5 separate regions of the Zea mays genome follow, and regions 1, 2, 3 and 4 are each linked to region 5. The links are chromatin contacts, called in public Hi-C maps. All regions are on one chromosome and are shown on one strand. The core of a region is the stretch at or near the end of the contact, and the rest is flanking DNA. Distances in the headings are between cores, read along the strand shown. Region 1 holds the start of LOC103653432 (U-box domain-containing protein 18). Region 2 holds the start of LOC100277074. Region 3 holds the start of LOC100282613 (ubiquitin-protein ligase/ zinc ion binding protein). Region 4 holds the start of LOC109946026 (DEAD-box ATP-dependent RNA helicase 29). Region 5 holds the start of LOC100282136 (homeodomain leucine zipper protein CPHB-5).

Region 1 (4,671 bases), core at 1,958-4,457, 130 kb before region 5:
GTTGCCGGACCATTTGCTTGAATGATCCGGACTGTCTGATGATGTCCCGGACCGCCTACCCCCGATGTTGGAGGTAGTGATGGTAACTTTCAGAGTCTCCCCTCCATCAGGAGTCCTTTCTGTCACCACTTTCTTGCAAGAGTTTTTAGTAATTTCATCGGCCTCTTGCGCATTGCCGATGATTACCTCCTTGCCTTTGCCCTTATCGGCCGCGCTTGGCTGAATCAAGACTTTTTTGCCATCAAAGTTGATCATGTTTATTGGGAAGAGCTCTGTGTCCACCTGCGTTTCCTAAAATTTCAATCGTCCTCGTTAATGGTCGATTGAATCTGTCGTCGAAATACATTACAATCATTAGTGGCATGAGAAAATGAGTTGTGCCACTTGCAGTATACGCAACGTTTTAGTTCGTCGGTGGGTCAAACAATATGATTTATCTTAATGTTGCCATTTTAAGTAATTCATCGAATATCTTATCACATTTGCCAACATTAAATGTAAACTTAACCTCCTCCTGCCGTTTCTTTTGAACCGGCTACAAGGAGGAATAAGCCAAAGATTTGGCCTGCTTGGGCTAAATCATTTCGGCAGCATAAACCTCTTTTGATTCGTCGTCCAAGCTACTCTGGTCACATTCTACTATATAGACGTTGTGACGAATCGTTTTGGCAGTTTCTTTGCTTCGGCTTTCACAAGCCAAAGCTCTCTGGTGTAATTGTGCTAGCGTAAAAAACTGGACACCTTCTAATCTTTCTTTTAAATAATAGCGTAACCCATTAAAAGCTAATACTGGTAGTTGTTTTTTCTGCCAACTAGATTTGGAAACATCGGTTTCTTGTATCCCGAAACCTCTGGATGTAATCATTAATCGATTCATCTTTCCCTTGTCGCAGGGCCACTAGGTCTACTAAATCTAGCTCATAATCACCGGAGAAGAAATGATCATGGTTTTTTTGTTCCAAATCTCCCCACGACAAAATAGAATTAGGAGGCAGTGTGGCATACCATGCGAATGCAGTTCCTTTTAAAGATAACGAAAATAAACGCACACGGAACGCCTTTGTATCGGCTAATTCTCCTAATTGTGCTAGGAACCAGCCTATGTGCTCGCGCGTGCTTTTTCCTTGGTCACTCAAAAATTTCGCGAATTCGGGTATCCTGGTTCCGTGAGGGTATGGGTGATGGTCAAATCGGCTATCATAAGGTCTCCGATATGACTGCCCCCAGGGACCATGCTTACTCCGAGCTTATCTCGGAACGTATCAGCTATCTCCTCCCTTACTATATCAATGGCAGCCAGTGGGAGACCACCGGCTCTCTGGTCTAACAAGGGTGAGGTTGTTTGGCTATTAGTATGTTGTCTTCCTCTCATTGGTTTGAGTTTTGTGGCACATTACTACTTGCCCTATGCGGCTCATAGGACTGGCCATTCCTTTCTGGCCTTCTAGGACGGGCCGGAAAGTACTCGCCCCCATGGGTTTGGGATGCTATATTATGGTGCTGGTATGTCGCATGATGTGATGGGAAGTTCAGCTGAGACGGATGCAGATTTGGATAACAATCCTCCTTAAAAAGCTGGTCGGACCGTTCGTTGTTGTATGCGGACTGTCCGTCACTGTATGTGGATTGTCCGTCACTGTATGCGGACGGTCCGACTGGGTAGTTTAGCGTTTGCGCAGTACGTGGTGGCTCGGGTGCATGTCTCGGTAATTCATTCCTAAAAATGGGGCCGGCCGCCACTGGCCCGGACGGTCCGCGCTCACGTGCTGACGGTCCGGACATGCGCAGATCGACGAATTTATCGCCGATTTGCGTAGGAGGCTGTGATTGCCTAGGGTACGTGTCTATCGACATCCCATAAATGTGTTGTGAATGGTCGTGACAACATGTAGCCGATGAATCACGCGTGTTTTCCCCCAATTCAACCTCGTGCGAAGGAAAATTTGCAATAGTAGATTTATCAAACGCACGCACTAGCCGTTTATAGTCATTTTGCACACCCCCTATAATCTGTTGCATTTGGTCTCGTTGCTCATCTATGTAAGCTTTAAGAGATTGGAGTTCGTTTGTGTTGCTTACCTTGGGGGTAGCTGAAGTGGGTCGGAGCGAAGCTAGATTAGTCGCCCGTTGCCGAACGGCCTTGTTATTCCTGTCCACTTTAAAGTTGGCTAGGAATTTTGCTTTTGCTTCTTTGATCAGCTGCTCCTTGTGCTCCTCGAACTCGAAATGTTTTTCAGGCGGTAAGGTTTCCCAATTCGGCTCAATGATATTGCTGGGAGAGACGTCATAATTATCCCTTGAACCGGCCATTGAGGGCCGAACTGATAGGTCTATATGTGAATTTCCCGGCAAAGTCGCCAAAAAGTGTGTTGGCACCGATTCGGGCGTCAATCACTGCGATAAGAACCGGTGGACGGTCCACGACCTGGCGCAGGGGCTGGTGTTCCTGCCTGACGGGTCGAATGGTCCGCGCCTGGTGACCGGACGGTTCGCGCATACGCAAGGACGATGAAGTTCGCCGGCTGGATCTCGCTCCCAGGAGGGACCCCATCGGGGAGGAGAGATCTTAGGCTTTGTCTTGGGATCGGCAGGTCACCCAAGACGCCCCTAGTCGACGTAGAGCCGAAGAGAGGTAAATATTTGGGTAGAGAAAAGCTAAACTAGAACTATTCTAAATGCATAAGTTAGAAACGAGATGTATATTGATTATTTAATCGATTGTTGGTGTTTCAATTGATCGTAGCCCTATATATATATATATAGAGGTGTGGTATGGACCTGTTACAAGCATTTTTCTGAGTTAATTTTATAGATTTAGCAAAAAATACATAAGAAACTCGGAATCCTAATTGATTCTGCGTGCAATCGGCCTCAATTTTTTTTTTTGCCCAACACTATAAGGTTATCTCTCCTACTACTTGGCGCTGATAATTCGAGTCAAAATCACATGAGCCACGTATGCCCCCAGTTGAGTTCGTTTATTTATTTATAGGAGGAAATAGATTGTCTGTCCAGCGCAGCTCTGCACTGTGCGTCCGTGCCTTCATAAAAGTCGGCGCGTGAGAGGAAGCTGCAGCTCACCATCCATCGGCCCCACCAGGCACCGTCCACGTGGACGCATCGACACGTGTCCCTATCCGACCTTTGAGGGCAACACGTGTGCCCGCACTCCTATAAGTAGGCGCGCTTCCAAATTTGGCCGGCCGCCGCGACAAGAGGCGAGACAGAGAGGAATCGTCGACGTCGTCTGCTCGTCCGTTCCCATTACCCCCTCTTGCAGGTTGTTTGCTTTGCTTCGTCCGACACCCAAAGAAGATGGCGCCGCGGCCGCGCCGACGGATGCTGGCGCTGCCGGCGGTGTACCCGTGCGAGGCCATCGAGCCGGCGCCGCTGCTGGCGTCGCTGATCTCCCTCGCCGCGGACATCGCCGGCCTCCGCGCCGCCGACGTGGACGCGCTCCCGGCGCTCCGTGGCGCGGCACGCGAGGCTGTCCGGATCGTCGGCTTGGTCCTCGTGCTCCTCGACGGCATCGTCCGCGACGCTCCGGCTCCGGACCAGGCGGCCGTGCTGGGCCTCTCGGAGCTACACGTGGCGCTACAAAAGCTGCGGCTCCTGCTCGCCGACTGCGCCCGGAAGGGGGCGCGCCTGTGGGTGCTCATGAACGCCGAGCTGTCGGCCTCCGAGCTCCGGGTGCTGCTGGGCTCCGTCGCCACGGCAATGGACGCGCTGCCGGGGGACGTCGTCAGGGCGTCCGCGGACGCCGAGGAGCTCGCGGGGCTGGTGTCCCGGCAGGCGTGGCGCGCGGCGTCTCGTCTGCGGCCGGACCCGGAGGACGACCGCGCGGCGCGGGCCGTGCGCTCGGTGCTCGCGCGGTTCGCGAGCGGCGTGTCGCCCGACGCAGAGGACGCCAGGCTCGTGCTCGCCTGCGTCGGGGTCGACACCTGGCTGGACTGCTCCGAGGAGGCCGCGTTCCTGGAGGCCGAGCTGCTGGAGCGCCTGGAGACCGGCAGCGACAGCGACAACGACAACGACCTCGTGCTCATCGGCGGCCTCATGGCGTTCTTGCTCTACTGCCGCGTCGTCTTGTTCGACCGCATCGATGATTCCGGCAAGGCCGCGACGGCGAACAGGCTCCCGCCGAGGTGGGCGGCGGGGGTCAACCTCAACCTGGAGGCGCTGCAGTGCCCGATCACGCTGGAGCTGATGACGGACCCGGTAACGGTGGCCACCGGCCAGACGTACGACCGCGCATCCATCAAGAAGTGGATCAAGAGCGGGTGCCGGACGTGCCCCGTCACCGGCGAGAGGCTGCGCAGCGCCGAGCTCGTGCCGAACGTCGCGGCGCGCGCGGTCATCGAGCAGCTCCTCCTCAGCCGGGGCGTCCCGCTCCACGAGCCCAGCAGCAAACACCGGTGCGCGGTCGACAAGACCGCCACGCCGTTCGGCGCGGCCGCGGCCGGCGGCGTGCGCCTCTCCGCGGCGTTCCTGATGGCAAGGCTGTCCAGCGGCGCGCCCGAGGACCAGAAGAAGGCGACGTACGAGGCCCGCAAGCTCTCGAAGCGGAACGTCTTCTACCGGGCGTGCCTCGTGGAGGCGGACGCCGTGCCGTGGCTGCTCCACCTGCTCTCTTCCACGGACGCGTCCGTGCAGGACAACTCCGTGGCGGGCCTC
Region 2 (4,562 bases), core at 417-2,916, 160 kb before region 5:
TTCCTGTCAGCTGCTTGACCCCTGAGGTTCTCCTCTAGTCCTTCGAAGTACTAATACATTCAAACGTGCTCTTACTGTCGATTATAGAGAAACTTGCATCACTGTGACGAGCTGAATTGCACACGAGCACATCTAGTCTATATCACATACAAGTGGTAGGAGAGGACAATCCCAACAGCAGCAAAAACTTGACTTCCTAGTAAGCAAGTCAGCACGTGACATATCGGACGGCCGACAATCCTGTTGTGCAAGGATCCGTTCCACGCGGACGGTTGGCTTGGTTCCCATCGGCCACGCCATGCACACGGCCGGCTCGCACTGCTGAGTGCGGGCCATGGGTGGCCTAGGCGTAGGGCTGGACAAAATGCTTGCAGCTCGTCGGCTCGCTCGATTCGTGGCCAGCTCGGCTCGGCTCGGATCGGCTCGTTTGAATTTTTTCGCGAGCTGAGCTGACATCCTAGCTCGGTTCGTTAACGAGCCAGCTCGGTTTGTTAACAAGCCAGCTCGTGAGCTAAACGAGCTATCACATTTCAGCAAAACAAAACTATATACATATCATTTACGTAACAATTGATGAATATGTTATATGTATGTGTGGTGTCTATAACCTATAAGTTAAACTAATGATTGATGAATTATGTCTATGTATGAAATTGGTCTATACGAATATAAGTGTGGGTTAAACTGCTGAATATGTGTGTGAATAGTGAATTAATGAGTGATGAGTTGTGTTAATTTGGTGTTATATTGATATGGTCTGTGAAACTATGAGTATAATTACTATTTTCTGTTTTAAATTAGTTTGAAATTAACTAGAAATTGATTATTAAACACATATTATTTTTTTCTGCTCTGGCTCGCAAGCTAAACGAGCCAGCTCGAGCTCGTAAACGAGTCGAGCCGAGCTGACTCTGTGGCTCGCTACCTTAACGAGCCGAGTCGAGCCAACTCGTTAGCTTAACGAGCCAGCTCGAGCTCAAACGAGCCGAGCCGAGCTGGCTCGATATCCAGCCCTACCTAGGCGGCTAGCCTCCTCTTCAGGGTCTGTTTGGTTGGGCCGTGGCTATGAAAAAAGCTGTTGTGGACTATGAGCTGTGAGAAAAGTTGTTGTGAGCGGTAAACTGTTAAAAAGCTAACAATCGTTTGGTCGAAACCTCTGAAAATCGTTAAAAGTTATTTGATATATGTTTTCACAGTTTAATCTAAAAATCACTAAAAGTAGATCTAGATATGCTTTTATTTTTACACTGTGAGAAAGTCGGCTTTTAAAAAAAGTTGCTTTCTTAATCTAACCCTTTGGTTTGGCTTTGGCTAACCCTCAGTACTCTTGGCTTCTCCTTCGCTGTTGGCTGTTGCTATCCGGTTCACTAGTTCAGTTCTCTGGCCCCGATTCTTCCTCTTCCCCACACCTAAGGGGTTGTTCGGTTAGCTCTCAATCCATGTGGATTGAGTGAGATTGGATGGGTTTGAATCCTAAACAAGTCAAACTTCTTAAGAATTTTTTTTAATCACATCCAATCCATGTGTATTGAGAATAACCGAACAAGGCCTAAAAGATCCGAATCTAGGGACGACCGGGTTCCTCCACCCCAGGATTCTCGTGGCGACCTCGCAACAACCTTGCTCTTCGCATCTTTTCAGTTGCCGAATCTCTCTCGCCTTCTCTGCTTCAGGCTATAGTCAGTCTGTTCTTGGTGATAGGTTTAGTCACAGTAACTCTTCTACTATCGTTTGCTTGCTCCTCCGATTTGCGCCGAGAAGCAACCGCTATAGTTTTCAGCGGTTTCTTTTGTTCCACTTGATGTTGCTTTCGCTTAAAGGGCGGTTCCTTCCTCCATTTGCCTGCCAATATCCACTTTTGACGAGACAGATATTTATTGGATCTAGTTCCGGAAGAAGATAAGATTTTCCTCACAGATTATCCTTTTTGCTTTGCTCTATTCTCTTTGATTTTGTCAGCTTTGCGCCCCCAATTTTCAACCGGATCAAGACGACCCGAGCATTCTTTGATTTCTTTCCCCCACAACGGCCATGTCGCTGAGCCGATTCTCGCAGTGGATATGGCCGGGGAGCAGAGCCAGAAACCGTAGAGGCCGCGACCGCGAGCCACCGGCGTGGAGCAGCACGGCCGTGACGAAAGGCCTCTTCCCGGACTCCCCGTCCGGGTTTCGGGAGCCAGACGCCGGCGTCGGGCGCACGGGCATGATCAGCCGGCGCGGCGGCCGCGCGGAGGACAGGGTCGACAGCGAGCACGGCATGGTTATCGTGCAGTCCGACGGCGACGGCTGCCTGTCTGACTCGGACTCCGACGCCTCCGACTGGTCCATCGGCTGGTTGGAGCCGCTCGCGCCGGATCTCCATAGTGACGTGGACTCCGAGGGCAGCTTCGCCGTCCTCGTGCCGTGCTATCGACGCGGCCGCGTTGACCGACCTGCCCGACCTGATGGTAGGTTCCCTGGTCCTGGTGGTGTCCCCGCCCACGGCGGCGTTTCTGGTGAGCTGAATACGCTAACTGCTAGTTATTCCCTCCACTAGCACTTGCGGAGTACTAGGTGTTGTGCAGAGTTGGTAAATAGACAGTAATTACTAATTACAGTACATCGCTAAACCTGTTTGTTTAGCCTGTTAAACCGATGTCCTAAATGGCAAGTTTCTAGTTATCGGCTGTTGAATTCTTTTGCCAATAATATTGTCTAGGCACCGGATAAGTGTACAATCTAATGAGGCCACAACAGTATAATGAGAGGTGAAACACTTGCGTTACTGCGAGCAGAAAAAGAACAGCAAGAGTTGTAATCTTGGGTGTACGGCCTATCAGCATTTAAGATTCCTATAGTGTCAACTGTCATATAGTGTCATAACACAACTTACATGACTAATTAAGTTTACCATATGGTATGAGTAGGACATAACTTTACTTGATACATGCTTGTTTCCTCTTCGTTTGCTATGCTGCCGTCGTGCCATGATCATTCATACATGTCGTTTACCCAAAACCTCACACACATATATTGTGTGGTGTTCCAAGTTCCAACTAGGATGCTGTGAATCATGTCAATTCAAACCTGTAATGACTGTGTCGTAAATTTATCAGACACCTTGAACCCACCGGGTCAGCGGCACTGCTGTTTTTGTTCTTGTAGATGTGCCCTTTCGGATAGCCTCTGATAATTTTGCATCTAGTCTAGTTTCTTAATTTGGATAGCTTCTATATTGCATGGCACTGGGCTTGGTCCTACCATACATATTAGTTGTGGCCCATTGTAAAGTCTTAGATGTGAGGCATCCACTATAAATTGAAAATGCTCCCTATGTGTCATTTGTTTTTAGAACCTTGCCCTTTGTGCCATTGTTGATCATATAATGGGAGTCTCCATCTTGCCTCGCCACTTTCCCCTCCCTCCCAGCTCACCTGCTGCTGAGTTCAGGAGACAAACTTTGAGAATTCAATCTGAGGATCCCATTTCTAACCATTGAAGTGTTCTTTGCATCAATTGAGACACATAGGAATGGTTTTTCTGTTGATCCTTCCTAGAAGTGTATCTGTATTGATAATTTTCGCACTCCTTGATCGATCTTGTATTGTATTCCTGCATTCATTTGGCTTATCAGATTTGTTATTGTTTTTGTTTATTTACAACCGGAAAAACATGCTCTCTGCCTGAACCACAATTTACGACAATATTTTATTCTGGTATTCTACCATTTTAATATCAATATCCTAATATACATAACAAATATTGTTTTCTATGCTTCAATCAAGCTTATATATCCTAATACAGTTATGCCATTTGATCATTTTGCTGTTTTTTTGTTATTCGTATTGTGAACAGAATTACTGCCTCCGCTGTAATCCTTCTGACTTTGTAGTCTGTCTCTATTCTGTAGATAACAGGACTTCTGTGGAGCAGTGGGTGTCTTCCCTTCAGAACTGATTTCTCCAGTTCCATTCTTAGCTGGCTTCAATGTATAATACAGTATTGTTTCATTCCTCATGTGTGGGAATAGATGAAGAGAGGAAACCCAAAAGGGAAAAGGAAGAGGACAGAATCACAGAACAGAACATTAGCAATGGATTATATATAAAAAAAACAACAACGGATGGGTCATGGGTGCATCATTCTTCCTAAGGTTCCAAGGCTACCTTATTCTTGCAGAGTAAGACCATCGTGATAACCTTGATTTGTGATTGGTATGAAATGTCATTGACACTTTTGACGATGGAGCAATGGATTGATGGCCTCATTATCCCATTTTCTTCTAAAGTCTAGACTACCTGTATATACAATCATTATGTCATTGGCATGTTCTTTCTTCTGCATTCATGAATAACTGGAACTGCTCTTATGGATTCCACGTATCTTTTGTATGAAGATTATTTAGTTTTTGTCCGTGAATTGTTTTTTGAAAGGATCCCTCAAGAGGGTGAATTAAACAAGCCTCTAATTTTTACCTAGTCAAAAAAAAATTCAAGAAAGCAATGTAGCAACTACAATTTTACTTCTCTACTGCAAAAGAGTATACAATCTAGATTTTAATCCTATCACTAATAAGTTAAATTG
Region 3 (5,068 bases), core at 74-2,573, 220 kb before region 5:
CATACTCTGTGACGACGGCGGCTCTCAGCCCCCTTACGGAAGCAGGAGGACGTCAGCAAGGACTCAACCGCTCCGACAGCTGTCCCTCCGCCAGGCTCCATCGCTCCTCCGACGGCCACGACATCACACCAGCTGGGTGCCAAAATCTCTCCGGCTGCCACAACGGCATGTACTTAGGGCGCTAGCTCTCCTCCGCTAGACACGTAGCACTCCGCTACACCCCCCATTGTACACCTGGATCCTCTCCTTATGCCTATAAAAGGAAAGACCAGGGCCCTCTTAGAGAGGTTGGCCGCGCGGGGACGAGGACGAGACAGGCGCTCGCTTGGGGCCGCTCGCTCCCTCTCCCGCGTGGACGCTTGTAACCCCCTACTGCAAGCGCACCCGACCTGGGCGCGGGACGAACACGAAGGCCGCGGGATTCCCACCTCTCTCACGCCGGTCTCCGGCCGCCTCGCTCTCCCCCCTTCGCGCTCGCCCTCGCGCTCGACCCATCTGGGCTGGGGCACGCGGCGACATTCACTCGTCGGCCCAGGGACCCCCCGGTCTCGAAACGCCGACATCTAGCATTCACTCCAAGACACAATACAAAAGATCAAATCCTCTCCGAGTCCCAAATTCACTCCAAACACTTAGTGGCTTGTGAGAGAGATTTTTGTGTTCATTTGAGTTCTTGTCGCTTGGATTGCCTTTCTTCTTTTTCCATTCTTATTCTCAAATGCTTTGTAAGCGAGGCAAGAGACACCAAGCGTGTGGTGGTCCTTGCGGGGTTTTAGTGACCCGTGAGATTAAGGAAGAAGGCTCACTCGGCCTAAGTGACCGTTTGAGAGATGGAAATGGTTGAAATAGACCCGGTATTTGTGACATCCTCAACGGGGACTAGATTCTTTGGAACCGAACCTCAGTAAAACAATTCACCGTGTTCACTCGCCTTATTTCTTGGTTGATTTGTTCTCCCTCTCTTTCCGACTTAATTTTAGTTCTAACACTAACCTCTGCTTGTAGTGTGTATTTAAACTTGTAAATTTCAGATTACGCCTATTCACCCCCTTCTAGGTGACTTGCAGTGAGCTCTGAAAAAGATAATGTGGGCTATGAGGTGTTAAAAAGCTAAAAATCATTTAGTGAAACCACTAAAAACCGCTAAAGTTCTTCTATGTGTATCTTTATAGTTTTATCTGAAAAGGCGCTAAAAATATGTTCAGAGATACTTTCAGTTACACTACGCGAAAGTCGACTCAAAAAAATTGTTTCCTATTATATCTATCTCTTTGATTTGGTTTTTAGCTTTTAAAAAATAAAAACCAAAGTCAAAATCCAAATCAAACCCACCGTTACTTCAGCAACCGCCGCGGTAACCTGAAAAATTTTAAACAAGGAAGGGAAACACAAAAGGTGGAAGGGAAAAGGGTTTGATTTCCCCACTCCTGTAGTGCCGCCGCCGTGTTCCGGTGATCCGCCATCCGCCTCCGTTCGCCGTCCCCCGCTTGTCCCGTTAGTGGTTTTCGTCCTTCTGGTTCACTCGCCGGCGGACTACATGCTGATCGACGGGATGAGGTCCGTGGTCGCCACGGTGAGCGGTTACCACGGCGACGAGCGGCATAGGCTTGTAAACCTCATTGCGGAGACCGGTGCTAGCTACGTAGGATCAATGAGCAGATCCATCACCCACCTGGTAAGCCACTACGCACCGCCAGCTGGCTGGGCATCGATTTTTAATTGGGCGGTTTGATTCCACGTGATGTGAAATTGGATCTGGTGCGTGCTACTGTCGGGCAGGTGTGCTGGAGGCTCGAGGGGAAGAAGTACGACATCGCGAGGAGGCTGGGGACACGCGTTGTGAGCCACTGGTGGTTCACGGAGTGTCTCAGGGAGGGGAGGCGCCTCCCAGAGGACCCGTACTTTATGGTAAGGTAGGGGCGATTTTTCTTCAACTGTTTTGAAATTGTGACATGATTAGACAAGTACTCTGTTGTTGTTTCACCTGGACGAATCCATTGGACAAAATTTGAAACTGGAAATAGTAATTATGTTTCGCCCGACAGCCTTGACAGAACGAAATCGCTATGGAGAGTTCTAACCCATCTCACTTTGTGTTCTTAGATTTGTGCATGTTGACAGTATTTCTCAGGTAAAACCCTTTCGATTAATAGTTGCGAAGAAGCAGTGACAGTTCCTGTAAACTACAAGTCCCATATACTATCTTATTCTGTAAAACTGTTGGCTAATTTCTCAGAAAAAAACATTTCTGCCTGGTACACAGTGGTGAAGAAGCAGGGCCAGTCCCAGAGCTGCCTTCTCGTTCCCGTAAACAAGTCAAGAAAAATGCCATCATGGAGGACAGAGTTTTCCAAGAGTTACCTGATGATTTCTGGGACACTCCTCGAGCTAGAGCCAGCTATAAAGTTAAGCTTGATGATTCTGATTCTGATTTTGAGTCTGCCCTGCTAGAACAAGTAAGAATCATAACCTTCATTCCATTTTGTTCCTGCATGCAGACCCATGATGTTGTATTGTCTAATCCAGTGTGCAATTCATCATGTTTCTTATATCTTGATGATTCTGATTTTGATTTTAAGTCTACCCTGCGAGAATAAGTAAGAATCATAACCTTAATTTCATTTTGTTCCTGCATGCAGACCCATCACCCATGATGTTGTATTGTCTAATCCATTGTGCAATTCATCATATTTCTTATATCTCTATTCTACTACTTTAATGCTATGTTTAGCATGTGTAATATTTCCCAATCATGGTTCAGCTAGAATCTGTTGCAGTCGAATATGAGGGCAACAGTTATTGTATATTAGAATATGACCTTCCATCTATGCATAAAGCATGGCTGCCAGCTGGTTGAGTTGATAAGTCTGATTATATCTGATAATTGGTAATTTATCAGGCGATAAATTTAAATTTATGGATGAAATTTGACTGAAAATGGGGAAAACATGAGTTTGACCATTTTTTTCAAATCAAGTATGATATATTGGTATGTTTATAGTTTATAGGACCTCATCGATATCACCAACACTTTGCAACGTACTGCTGAGATTCTGGTAGAACTAACACCACATAATCTAAGCTGAATATAAAGATATGTAGCTCTCTTGTGTGTCCGATAAAAGTATGTATTTCTTCAATTTGAATTGTCAAACTTTCATGTTATACCTAAGGCCTAAGCATAAAACTATATTCCCAAAAAATCTCGAAAGTGCGCTGGACCTACATTTGTTCTTCATTTTGAATTATGGCATTCTTAATACTTCTCTTACCCTTTAATAGTGTCATGTAGCAGTTGATAATCAAATGTGTGTTCACCGTGAACTTACTTTTCCAAAAATAACGATGCATATTGTACTATCAATTTTCTGATGGAGCTTGGTTGACCTGCTGACTTCATGATTCTGTGGGTGATGGGAATTCTAAGAAAAATCATTCACCAGACGTTAAGAAAAGGAGAAAGCGTATGAAGCATGTCAATACATCAACGGACAGAGATGTCTTAAACCTGCAGGATAATGTGTCAAGTGTCATGGTAATATTTATATGCAAGTTTATATTTTATCAATCCCTTTTTTTGTTGAACTATAACCTAGAAATTTTAGGTGTCATATGCTTACTTTCCTGAAATATCTTAATTTGTTATGAACCTCAGTAGTCTGATCCTGAATCCTAATCAAGCACCTTTCAATAGGTTCATATTTTTGGTGATTGGTTTTTGTTTAACAATTATATTTGATGAACACACAACTTGATACACGTTAGCTTAATCACACAAAGAAAATGATTCATTACCTCATGTACAGTTTCTTAAGAACGTCAGGCACCGCTGCTTTATGGTGACAAGTATTATCTTACTTATGGAGGTGGCATTAATTAGTTTTTGTGTGTTGTCCATGTTGGAGACAAAATCAATGTTGTGACCGTTGCATCTCATAGCTTGCACCTGTTTGGGTGTATATGTTTTGATGATTTTTTTTTAATTTCCACTTGTTATGAAAATTTTATTTGGAATCTTATGGACGTATCAAATGACAATGCAGGCAAGACAGTGCCTTCATATCTCAAGTCATAGAACGTCCCAGAGCACATCAAAGCATAAGGGAAACTTGTCACACTTGCTTCACAATGAAGTTCCTATCCGGATGGGAGAAAGGAACAATCTTACTGAAAACTCTGAAAATGATAGTTTGTCTGACAGCTTCAGTGAACCTCAGACTTCAGATACTCTGTGTATAGAAGCTCAAAGAAAATCAAGTGCACCATCATCATCACTTAGACAAAGTACCCTAGATTCTCTATATGAATTTGGTGAAACTAGTAGGCATGAACCAGCAGGAAGAAAAAAACTAGACAACGTTGAATTAAGGGAGACTTCAAGAAGCTTACTTCCATTTGATTTGTCAGGACAGGAACCAGCTTTCTGTACTCAGGAGCAAGTAGATAAATGTAGCCTTGGCACTCTAGCTGATAAAAAACCCATGGAAAAATCATCTAATATGGAAAGGCAACCAGAATTATCATGTGTCATATGCTGGACAGATTTTTCTTCTACAAGGGGCATCTTACCATGTGGACATCGATTCTGTTATTCATGCATTCAAGGATGGGTGGATTGTCTGGTATGTATCAGTTTGATTCATGTTTCTTAACCTTTTCTTATATTATATATTATGTTCTTCATGCACTCAATATTTTGGAGTTGTATCTATTTCGCTACCAGAACCCACTTGCCTTATTGAACCTGGTTTGGTTCAGACTAAGACAGTTGAGAATGTACTGATGCAGATTCAAGATAGCTTTATGCCATGTCTGAAATAAATGGTACCAACTCATAAGGGCTTGTTCGGTTAGGGGTGGATTGAGAGGGATTGAAGGGGATTCAATCCCCTTCTATACAAATTTAAATAGGAGGAGATTTAATCCCCTCTAATCCCCCTTAGGCCTTGTTCGTTTCTGTCGGATTGTACCCGGAATCGTTTCAGCTAATCAAAGTTTATATAAATTAGAGAAGCAATCCGGTTAGTAATCGTTCCGACCCACCAATCCGGCATAAACGAAGAAGGCC
Region 4 (5,238 bases), core at 1,788-4,287, 190 kb after region 5:
CTCCAACTAATACAGAGGCCTATCTATCTGAATTTCTTATTTCTTAAACAGGAAAGGGAATGGTTAAATCTTTTCTAAGGAATCCTGAGTCATACAAACAAGTGAATGACAGCATGCTGACAAGCTTTTGAAGAAATGCATTCTTCCATTACTCTGTTAATTTATTTGAGAATGTAGACACCATGACTGGAATAACTGACTATCTCATTTAGCTTTTATATGATAAAGCATGCCAAAGTACATCTTGTAAGGTTCGCTTATAGATATTAAGTACTCCACCCTCTAACTGAATATTATTGTCAATTGTCAAAGTTAGCACTTCAATTTTCAAATATGTTTGGCTTGAGTTGAGCTGATAATCTAGTCGAGTAAAGGTCATGCCAATGCCTTAAATGGTGCCCAGATAATAAAGTTTGCCAGTATTGCATATCCAGCTGGTTGTCAGCAAATTTTTAGGGTTCATAGAACAAATAAGAATAACTTTTCAGAGTGGAAATTACCTCTGGCCTTGGATCCTCAGAACTCTTTTGGTGAACTAAATTTATAATCCCTTCATGAACTTCTCGTTTCTTCTTCATCACATCTAACCATTGATTAGAACCCTACAAATATGCCAAGATGAAAACAGTAACAATAATGCTTTGTCTGGTATACTGAGTAAGAATCATCATTTTTTCAGCATAGATCAGTATTTAGGGGCTCTATGTGGTGACTACTTGCTGCAGATGCAGGGGAATAGAATAAGAATATGATACTGGAGAAAGAACAAAAAAAGGTTTGTGGTACCTTCGAATTTCGTGCTTTAGCAGCTTCACCTTCAGCCTCTAAAATAGTCTGCTTTGGTCTGGAAATCGAGTTAGGGTAAAGAAGCTCCATTAGATGACACAAATTGAACAAATACAATAAGAACAAATTTTGTGGGCTGTTGTAACTACCGAAATGATTTCAGGCGTTCGGAGAATGCAAGAGCTGAAAGTTCATCTGACCGGAGAACATCCCTGAAAATTGGATTAAGACCCTCACGAGGCAAATCTTTTACCCTTTTGATAGATTCTTTTGAAGGCATAGGACGAGTCTTGAGATACAACCGGAAAGCATTAGCACATGGCTTTTCTAATGCTATCAACTCCGTACATCCAGTAATAACTTCTTTTAGTCCATCAGAGGCAAGATCAAGGACAGTTTGAGGAAATCGTCCATAAACTGATTCCCCATTTGCAATAGCTTCATCGATTTTCATAGTTATACCGTCCATGTCTTTTAGGAGTTCCTCCTCTGTTGGAGCAGGTCTAAGAGGCCTTGAAAGGAAAAGATGTAGGTCCAGTAAATATGGCATGTCCTCTGAAGTGACAAATGTATAAGCTGTTCCACTTCTACCTTGTCTAGCCACTCGACCAACTCTATGAACAAATAACTTAGGCTTTGCAGGAAAGTCCCAGTTCACTACATTATCCAGCAACGGAATATCCAAGCCCCTCGCAGCAACATCTGTCACAATAAGTAGCATGGTCTTCCTTGCCCTGAATTTTGAAATATGAATCATACGAGCTTCCTGATCCATAGCACCATAGGATAGGGAAGGCTCTAAACCTTCTTCTCTGAACAAAACATTCAAGAACTCCACATGATGCTTGGTTGAAACAAAAATTATTGTCTGCTCCTCAGAGCTGATGCGTTCCCTGACCAAATACAGTAAGGCAGCAAGCTTCTCTTCTTGGCGCAGTGTGAAGAACACCATCCTGAGATCAGGACTGATCTTTTTGTCCAAGTCGAGCCTCACAATGTGCGGATCACGCAGACCAGCTTTTGCAAAATCTGCAAGGGCACTAGGCAAAGTGGCACTAAAGAGCAATGTTTGTCGTGTATCATTTAGCTTCTTCAGAATATCGTGCAAATGTTTGGCGAACCCCATGCTGAACAAGGAATCTGCTTCATCAAACACAACATATTCCACTGAGCGAAGAGTCATGTCCTTGACATCATTCAAATGGTGCATGAGCCTGCCTGGCGTGGCAATTATGATATCAGGACACTCTGACAGGTCCTCAAACTGACTCTCCATGCTATCTCCACCAACAATTATGCTGGTTCTTAGGTCTACAAGATGGGGGAAAACAAGTCACCATTCCGCACTGATGAAATATTTCGAGCTGAGAAGGAGCAGCCCAGAAAACACAACAATCGATGCCCAAAATTGTATACAAGGGCACAAAGACAACAATATACCCAAAATGGTAGGCTGCTATCTCAAGTAAAGCAGCCCAATATAAGCCGCTGAATTATGCATCTCGAAAGTGTCATATAAAAATTCTCAATTGGTAAAACAGCATGATTGCTATGTAGCAAAGCTGACAGCGGCACATTGGCCTGGCTACGAGCACGAGGACTACTACGCACCTGTGAACTTGCCGAGCTGGTTGGAGAACTTGAGCGTCTGCATCGCGAGGTCGCGGGTAGGTGAGAGGATGAGCGCGCGGACGCCGGCGCTCGGGTCGCGGCGGCGGAGGCGCTGCAGCATGGGCACCAGGAATGCGGCGGTCTTCCCGGAGCCCGTGCGGGCCATGGCAGCGACGTCGACGCCCGCGAGGATGAGCGGCATGGTCTTGCGCTGGATCGGCGTGGGCACGCGGTACCCTTTGTGGCGCACCCCGCGGTACACCTCCTCGCAGAGCCCCATCGACTCGAACCCGCCCGACTTGGACTTCTTGCTGACGCCGCCCACCGACTTGCCACGCTTCGGCCGCCGCGTGGACATCGCATCCGGCTCCGCTCCGGCGCCCATGGCGGAGGAGGAGGAGGGCTTGGGCTTCCTGGAGGATTTGGACTTCGTGGGGGTTAAGCGAGCCATGGGGTGGCTGGGAAGTAGGGAGGGAGGGCAGAAGAGGGAGACGTGGGTTTAGCCGTTTGGGGCTTTATCAACGTCGGCCGTGGCGGCGAGGTACTGCGGAAGCGGAAGGAGAGGAGAGGGGTGGAGGGGAGACACGCGAAGCAACTTGCGCGACGAGCCAGGTCGGGAATCATGGGCCGGGTCGACATGAAAAAAAACTCATGGGCTGAGATACAATGGGCCTGTTTGGTTGCATTTATATGACACAAGCTAAGTTCTAAAAATATAGGTCCTGTTTGACACAGTTTATTTTTATTTTCAACTTGTTCACAAATTTAAACACAGTCAGAAAGACAATTTCTGCAGCAGCTTATCAGTTCTGCTGCTTATCAAAATAAACTAAAAGCAGACAACAAGCAGAAACTGTTTTCATCAACTTCTAAGATAAGTTATTTTTTCAACAAGCAACAGCAATGCTAAACAGGACCATAATTTCATCATACTTAGAATGCCTTCAACGGACACGTCTACCTAGAGATGGCCAAAGGGGCCGCCCGGCCCGGGCCCGGTGAAGCCCGGCCCGCCAGGCACGGTTAGAAAACCGGGTCGGGCCTTCTAAGCACGCGGGCTCAATTTCCTGTCCGAGCCCGGCCCACAGCGGGCCTAAACGCGGGCCGGCCCGTTTAGCACGAAAAAAGCGGGCCGAAAATGGGCTATGCGGGCCGGTAAGCACGTTTTAGTGTAAAAAAGCGGGTTTAATGGGCTTAGAGGTAAACGGGTCGTACCGAGCTAGCCCACCGTGCCTAGTTTCTTGTCCGAGCCCGGCCCGCTTATTCGTGCCGGGCCGGGCCCGCATAGAACCGAGTCATGCCGGGCTCGGACCGGACCCAAACAGCGGGCTTCGTGCCAGGCTCGCGGGCCTCGTGCTTATTGGACATCTGTGCGTCTACCACGCCTCCCCCCCTAATGTAGCGGCTACAGGATCACGCGAAAACGTCGCAATGGCCTCCCCTACACAGTCCTTCATCTCATCGGCGTTTTCTCTCCCCTGATGAAGGGGAACGCTACCAACATTCACTCGCGCGCAGCACCGGTCAGTTCCTATTCGCGGCTTTCTATGGAAGGTTCTCCCGTACAAGATGCGGAAGACGGCGACAACGCAACCTTGATTCCATCGACGAAGCTCCGACGTCAGGCGTCGCGATCTGCATGGCAACATCCCCGTCATGCCGAAGATCTGGATTTGACGTCCTCCCGCTCGTCGTCTGATGCTCTCATTGCGGCGGAACCCAAAGAAGCTACTCGCGGTCGCGGTTGAGTGAGGCTGCACTCGCTGACGTCTCACTAATCCTAGCTCCTTCTCCGACGAGGCATCAAGCCACCACGGACGACGTCGCGCTAGGAAGCAGCCATCGGTTGAGCCCTCACCCATTCACTGCCCGATCAACCTCTACCCTAGGAATGGATTCTGGTTGTACTCATGTAGATCTGCACTTTAATGTTGATTATCTTACATCGTTAGCGATGGATCTGCATAGTAAAAAGAATAGAATGCTCAAGATATGGTTTGATCTGAATGTGACCTGCCATAGACAGTTCTTTGTGGTGGGTGATTGAAGCCATAGGTAGGGTATATGGTGCTCTGAGCCTGGAGTTATCCTTTTTAGGGCTTATTTAGATTACAGGAATTTTGAAGGAACAATGTTGGAATAGGAAAGTTTCCTATCCTATATATAGTTTGGCTGGCATGATGCACCAATAATATTTCATAGGATTTTATCCCTTTATGTGTTGATTCCATAGGATTTCTAACATCCACCAAGAGCTCTTGGAAAAATTCCTACAAGCGAAGCACGAGAAGTGGAATGCTAATGCTAGCAACTAAGGGCCCATTATGGCTTGTCCTATCCAGATTTAAGCAGAGAAAAACACATGCAAAGCACTTATTTGATATTGTTTTCATCCAAGCTTGACATTGCTGCAAAATGAACCCTTCGTTTTTTTCTTGCCCCAACCAAACAACCTTCCACTCAATGTTACTACGTTTTTCAATCCTCTGTGTTGACACCTTTTTCGGGCGCCAATCACTCAATACGAACCAACGGCGGTGCTCTCTGCACCGGCGCGGACGGTCCGCGGCCAGGGGCCGGACGGTCCGCGACCTGGAGCGAGGCTAAGGTTTCCTGCCTGACGACGGCCGGACGGTCCGTGCCCTGGGACCGGACGGTCCGCGCGTGCGTAGGGGCGGCGGAGGATCACCGGCGGAGCCTGGATCTCGCTCCCGGGAGGGACCCCATCAGGTAGTAGAGATCATAGGTGATGTCTAGGCTCGGGTAGATCGACCTAGACTCCTCTAATCGACGTCGAGTCGAAAGGAAGCGGAGGATTTGGGGATTGGAAGACTAAACCTA
Region 5 (5,194 bases), core at 1,619-4,118:
ATATATACTACATCATATCTTCCCTAAAATCTAGCATTGTTTTTATATTTAAATTAAATCCAGTTCATTCTCAAGCATTTAGTTCTATTAAAGACATCTTAAGCTGTAATATTTACACATGCACCTCTATAAGAATAGTCACTCAAGTCTAAACTAAGTCATTCCATCAATTTGATTACAAAGAACCACTAGACATGACTGAGTATTTGGTAATCTGTTTACATCAGTTGACAAAAAAATAAAAAATAATTCACAATACGTTTTTCAAAAGGCGTGATGCATAGATTAGAGCAATTAACTCTTTCACATCACATAGTTTGGAGAAATCTATTGGATTTAGACTTGGGAGGCGTACGATAGGTACCCAAGATTCCAAAATCCAAAGCAGTTAATTGGATAATAGCTAAAATGCATCCAGTAGTGGGTCATCACTGATGACTACCTATGGCCAAATTGAAGCTGACAAAAGTGGTACTGACTTATTTAATTTTACACACAGTAACTTGTCGTGGGAAGACAGCTTTTTCATGCAGACGCCCTTGAGCTTCAGAAAATTTGAATTCCAAGACTTACCTATTCCTAGCTAAACCCTCAGAACTCCTTATAATCAATATCTTGGATGAGAACAGCATGCATACACATCGGAAAGACGAGTTGTCTTTGGAAAGAACCTACTACCAATAACAACACTACTGGATAATGTAAGTTTTCGATTGTTTTGGGTCCATGGTCGAAAGTTATTATACTATCTAAGCATGCTCATCTTAAAGCCCACGTTTCAGTAATGTTGATAACATTGATGACACTAATTTGACATACATGGCATTTCAAAACATCCAAACAACGATGATCATGAACTCATTTACATTATTCCCCAGTTTTAACTCTAGTTCCTAGTTTCCTACGGATATGCTTGCACTTGCAGTCTTTTCATCGCACCATGACATCGAACTTCAGACGATGACCTTTATTTAAGAGAGGAGAGGCAAATAAATAACATAAACTGGAAAAGATACCCAATGTTACCAAATGCCAGTTTAAAGTTAACATGAAGCTTAAGAGTGTGCTTGGTTTAGTTTTTTGTTGTGGCTTTTGACCCCAAAAGTCAAAATCCAAACCAAATGGTCCAATTCATCAATTAGCTTTTTCCAAAAGCTGACTTTCTGGCATGGCAGTGCAAAGTTGAAAGCAACTCTAAACCTGCGGCTTTTGGATGAAAACTTTGCAAATATATATGGAAAAACGTTTAGTGGCTTTTAACAGCTTTCATCAGACGACTTTTAGTTTTTTAGTTGTCACAACCCACACCAGATTTTTTTCAGTCACAACATCTTTTTTCATAGCCATAGCCCAACCAAAATCACCCTAAAGTACCGTTTGAAAAAAAAAGCTAAATCATTAAATCGGCAATAGAAACAAGTTCAAGAATCCGGATGGCATTTCCTATTCACTCGAGGCAGCAGTGCGGCGACGAGCCTGAGGGTGTTTGGTTTGTAGGGACTAATTTTTAGTCGCTCCATTTTATTCTATTTCATCTCCTAAATTGCTAAATATATAAACTAAAATAGAGTTTTAGTTTTTATATTTAATAATTTAGTAACTAAAATAAAATAAAATGGAGTGACTGGAAATTAGTAACTGGAAACCAAACGTTCCGTAACTAACTGTGGTGCGAAGATGGCTGGACAACGCATGTGTTAATCAATGAAATCAAGTAACAATCGATCAGCCGAGGAGACGAAGCGAGGTGATGAGTCAGCTACCTGTGCCCGGAGGTTATCGTTGTCGGCCAGGAGGCCCTGGTGGTCGGCGGCGAGTGCGTCGTAAGCAGCCTTGAGGCGGTCATAGTCGGTCTCGAGTTGCTTGGTCTTCCAGCGCGCGCGGCGGTTCTGGAACCAAACAGCTACCTGGCGGGGCGCCATCCCCAGGCGGCGAGCCAGCTCGGTCTTGCGCTCCGGCTCCAGCTTGTTCTCTTCTTCGAAGCTCCGCTCCAGCAGCTGCACCTGCTCCGCCGTCAGTCGGCGCTTCTTCTCCGGCGCCTGCTCGTCGTAGTACTCCTCCTCTAGGAGCTCCTCGTGTGTCGTGAAGAAGGGCCGCTTGCCCACGCGCGTCGCGTCGTCCATGCCCAGGACCGCCATCGGAACACCTGCGCCACATGCCCACATGGCACCGCGCCGCGGGTAAGCAATCGGGGAATCGAGAACCGCAAGACGCATCCAGATCTGACCGGCTCCCGATGAGTCACGCACGCACCTCGGAAGAAGCCGTTGCTGTTGGCGCTGCCTCCGCCGCCGAAGAGCAGCATCTGCGCGCCGCCGCCCCGCCGCGTGCCGCCAGAGTCGAAACTGACCGCGCTCGGATCCATGCTGATTCTTGTCCGCTCACTGCGCCTTAGTCCCTTCGTCTCCCCAATAACGCAACAAAACCCAATCTTGAAACTCAAAGAACACAAACACACACACTCGAACGGGTGCTAGGACCGCGCAGCAACAGCGGGCCGCCGCCGAGGTGATCGACGCGGGTGGGGCGGGCTCAGAGGAAGCAGGAGGAGGAGCTGAGCTTATGGCGGAAGAAGCTAGTGCTCCAGAGCAACCGCGTGGACGTCTTCATGGGGTACAGCGAGAACCCCATAAACCCGCCGCAGGGCAAGGAGATGGGGGGCTTCCTCCGGCGAGCGGCTCCTTCCGGTGGCCCGGCGGACCGGCCAGGGGCTGAACTGCAATTAGAACTTCTGAGGAGGGGGTTGACACGGAGGGATAGACCGATGATGGGAGCTCCGGTGGTGGATGCCGCTGCAAGTGTTTTTCTTTTTCCCCTCCTTTTTATATTTATCAGGAGTTTCTTTTGGATGAATTTCGCTGCTAAAGTTGGGAGGGTTAGAGATGGCGGGACTTTATAGGAAGCGGGAGGGGTCTGTTGACGAAAATGCCCTCTCGGTTAGGATGTGATGTTGCCTCCTGATTGGGGGATTAGGGAATTTTTTAATTCGGAACATGATGCTGTTTTGGGATCTAAGTTGCCCCTGATGGCGGATCGGGGACACGTAAGCTTGGTTTAAGGTACGGCACTTTTCTTAAGTACACAGATGCTGACTTTTCTAGCTTGAAAAGCATTTCTCTGTTCTTTGTTTTTTCAGAAGAGAGTGGAGGGATTGGACTTGCATCACACAACTGTTCATCTTTTGCGTGCTGGCAAGTCCACCAAGTGCTCAATCCAGGCAAAATGTTTTGGGAAAAAAAAGCTTCCCAATTAACCTGTGTGTCATCATATGATGCACGAAAAACTCAAATTTGGGTGGATGAAACGCATTAAACTTTTGGTCGAGAAAATTCTAGCTGTAGTTACAGCATTCTATTTTTGCACTCAGATCAACTTGTTGACCTTTTTTCTGAAAATTTATATTTTTAATGAAAGTCTTTCATTTAATAAAATTAATGAAAACGATTTCCACTTTAACCATTAAAATGTCTGCGAGACCGATATTCTGGAATGATGCAAATTGAAATGACAATTAAAATTTTCGTTTGTGAGAACAAAAGTGATATTCTCTCATTTCTAATCTATAATTCGTTTGACTTTTTAACAAGTTTGACACACTCGTATTATTCAATTTTTTGACAAAAAATAAAAAATTCAAAGCCGGACTTATAGTGTGTTTGGCTCCCACCTCATAATCTTTAGTGACTAAAGTTAGTTACTCTCAGTCCCTAAAATACTAAACAAGGTGACTAAAATCAGTCTTCAAACATAATTTCTAGAGACTAAAGTTTAGTTCCAAAAGTTTAGGAGGGTGACTAAAAAACCAAACACCCCCTTAAAAGTATATTATGGTCTCCTTTGAAACGGAGAAAAAAAGTGAAGGAATTTCGAAGGATTGAAAATCTATAGGAAATTTTCTATTTGAGCCTTGGAACAAAGGAATTGAGTTCTTACCGATCCTACAAAATTCATATGGAATAGACCATTGTAGTGAGAATTTGGAGGATTTTAACATGAGGTCCAACCTCTTGGAAATTTTTCTATGAATGGAAGTGGCATGCAACTCTATTCCTATATTTTTCATATCCCTATGTTTTACCAATCTTGCATTTCAAAGGAGGCCTATATGGTAAACGATATCACAATAAAATTAATAATAATAATGATTTTTTTGAATAAGACGAGCCGATCAAACTTGTTGTAAAAACTCAAATAAGTTTTTCGAGCAGAACGTCCCTAAATCCAGTCTTTGGCGGCTCGCACTACCGGCACCTTTGTTGCTCAATGCTCATAGTAAGGGTTACAAGCGGACGAGAGAGGGAGGAAGAGCTCCCAAGTTTGTTATGCGTGGATGGACCTGAAGACTATGGAACTGGAGTTCTAAGCTAAGCCTTGGACGTTACTCTGGCCCTCGGGTCTTCTGGTCACGTCGAGCGTGTATGGTTGTCTTCCGTTGAGTGTCCACCCCTTGTGTCTGTCTCTCCGACCCTCTCCTTTTATAGACCAAGGCGGGGGACGGTTACCAGCTCCTTCTCTTAGAAGGAGCTATCGAGTCGTAGTAAACAAGGAGTTACCCCGATAAATCGTGCTTGTCGGCTTGCGTCCTAGTCGTCTGGGCTTTAGCGACTGTGTCATTTATGTCAGGCGGCATGGGCGACTTGGAGCCCTAGCGCCATTATTACTGCCTCTACGCCACGCCGACCCTTGGCCCTCTGTAGCATGGGTCTCGGTGTGGCTTATCGTATTATGGGTCTTGTAGACGACCTGTGCACTTAGGCCTAGGCTCGATAGGTCGTGAGTGTGCCACTGGCCGAGGGGTTCGTAGGTCATGAGCACGTTGCAGGTGGAGGGGCTCATATGTCATGAGTGCATCGCAGGCCCAGGAGCTCGCAAGTCATGAGTGGTAGGCGGACCGACTCTCCTATTGTGGCATTATGCCAGGCCTAGTTAATGCAGCCGGACATTTATGGTGGTTCAGTCTTGGGCCAGGTGAGGAATCCACTTGAGTGGCTTCCTATCTGTCTGTCCCCTCTCTCTAGCTCCGCCTAACCCAAGCTCGGGCTCGGTGCCTCGGGGTTTATTCGAGGGCGGGTGCTTCTAGGGTAGACGGTTCCCTTGCCCTTCTGCTGACTAGTGGGTGTCGGTAGTCCGAAGACCTTTTTCCCAATACTCTCTCTAACTAGTGGGCCTCAGGGGCCCGAGGATCTTTCCCGAC

What was found. Hi-C and Micro-C count contacts between places; a contact is called where the count stands out from the background.
Region 1: a Hi-C map of leaf shows a contact between it and region 5, with 4 times the contacts expected there. The contact joins the promoter of LOC103653432 here to the promoter of LOC100282136 in region 5. A contact is called at or near these places in 3 of 25 Hi-C or Micro-C datasets (bundle sheath, leaf and tassel).
Region 2: a Hi-C map of leaf shows a contact between it and region 5, with 4 times the contacts expected there. The contact joins the promoter of LOC100277074 here to the promoter of LOC100282136 in region 5. A contact is called at or near these places in 5 of 25 Hi-C or Micro-C datasets (ear, endosperm, leaf and 1 more).
Region 3: a Hi-C map of bundle sheath shows a contact between it and region 5, with 3 times the contacts expected there. The contact joins the promoter of LOC100282613 here to the promoter of LOC100282136 in region 5. A contact is called at or near these places in 7 of 25 Hi-C or Micro-C datasets (bundle sheath, ear, endosperm and 2 more).
Region 4: a contact with region 5 is called in a Hi-C map of leaf, with 5 times the contacts expected there. The contact joins the promoter of LOC109946026 here to the promoter of LOC100282136 in region 5. A contact is called at or near these places in 10 of 25 Hi-C or Micro-C datasets (bundle sheath, ear, endosperm and 3 more) and 1 of 3 datasets of contacts at active chromatin or transcription factors (seedling).

The regions. Positions count from the first base shown.
Region 1 is chr4:80,468,735-80,473,405 of Zm-B73-REFERENCE-NAM-5.0, forward strand. It overlaps LOC103653432 (U-box domain-containing protein 18), which reads left to right and starts at 3,208. Exons shown (of 1, transcript XM_008680337.4): 1 at 3,208-4,671. The coding sequence starts at 3,316.
Region 2 is chr4:80,439,666-80,444,227 of Zm-B73-REFERENCE-NAM-5.0, forward strand. It overlaps LOC100277074, which reads left to right and starts at 1,667. Exons shown (of 2, transcript NM_001150741.1): 1 at 1,667-2,446; 2 at 3,889-4,253. The coding sequence starts at 2,032. The coding sequence ends at 3,935.
Region 3 is chr4:80,382,459-80,387,526 of Zm-B73-REFERENCE-NAM-5.0, forward strand. LOC100282613 (ubiquitin-protein ligase/ zinc ion binding protein) reads left to right here and starts at 1,324. Exons shown (of 7, transcript NM_001155521.1): 1 at 1,324-1,675; 2 at 1,780-1,913; 3 at 2,264-2,456; 4 at 3,428-3,535; 5 at 4,044-4,622. The coding sequence starts at 1,538.
Region 4 is chr4:80,794,396-80,799,633 of Zm-B73-REFERENCE-NAM-5.0, forward strand. It overlaps LOC109946026 (DEAD-box ATP-dependent RNA helicase 29), which reads right to left and starts at 3,038. Exons shown (of 11, transcript XM_020552564.2): 1 at 2,398-3,038; 2 at 936-2,097; 3 at 787-844; 4 at 501-602. The coding sequence starts at 2,848.
Region 5 is chr4:80,599,855-80,605,048 of Zm-B73-REFERENCE-NAM-5.0, forward strand. It overlaps LOC100282136 (homeodomain leucine zipper protein CPHB-5), which reads right to left and starts at 2,869. Exons shown (of 3, transcript NM_001155048.2): 1 at 2,254-2,869; 2 at 1,764-2,146. The coding sequence starts at 2,365.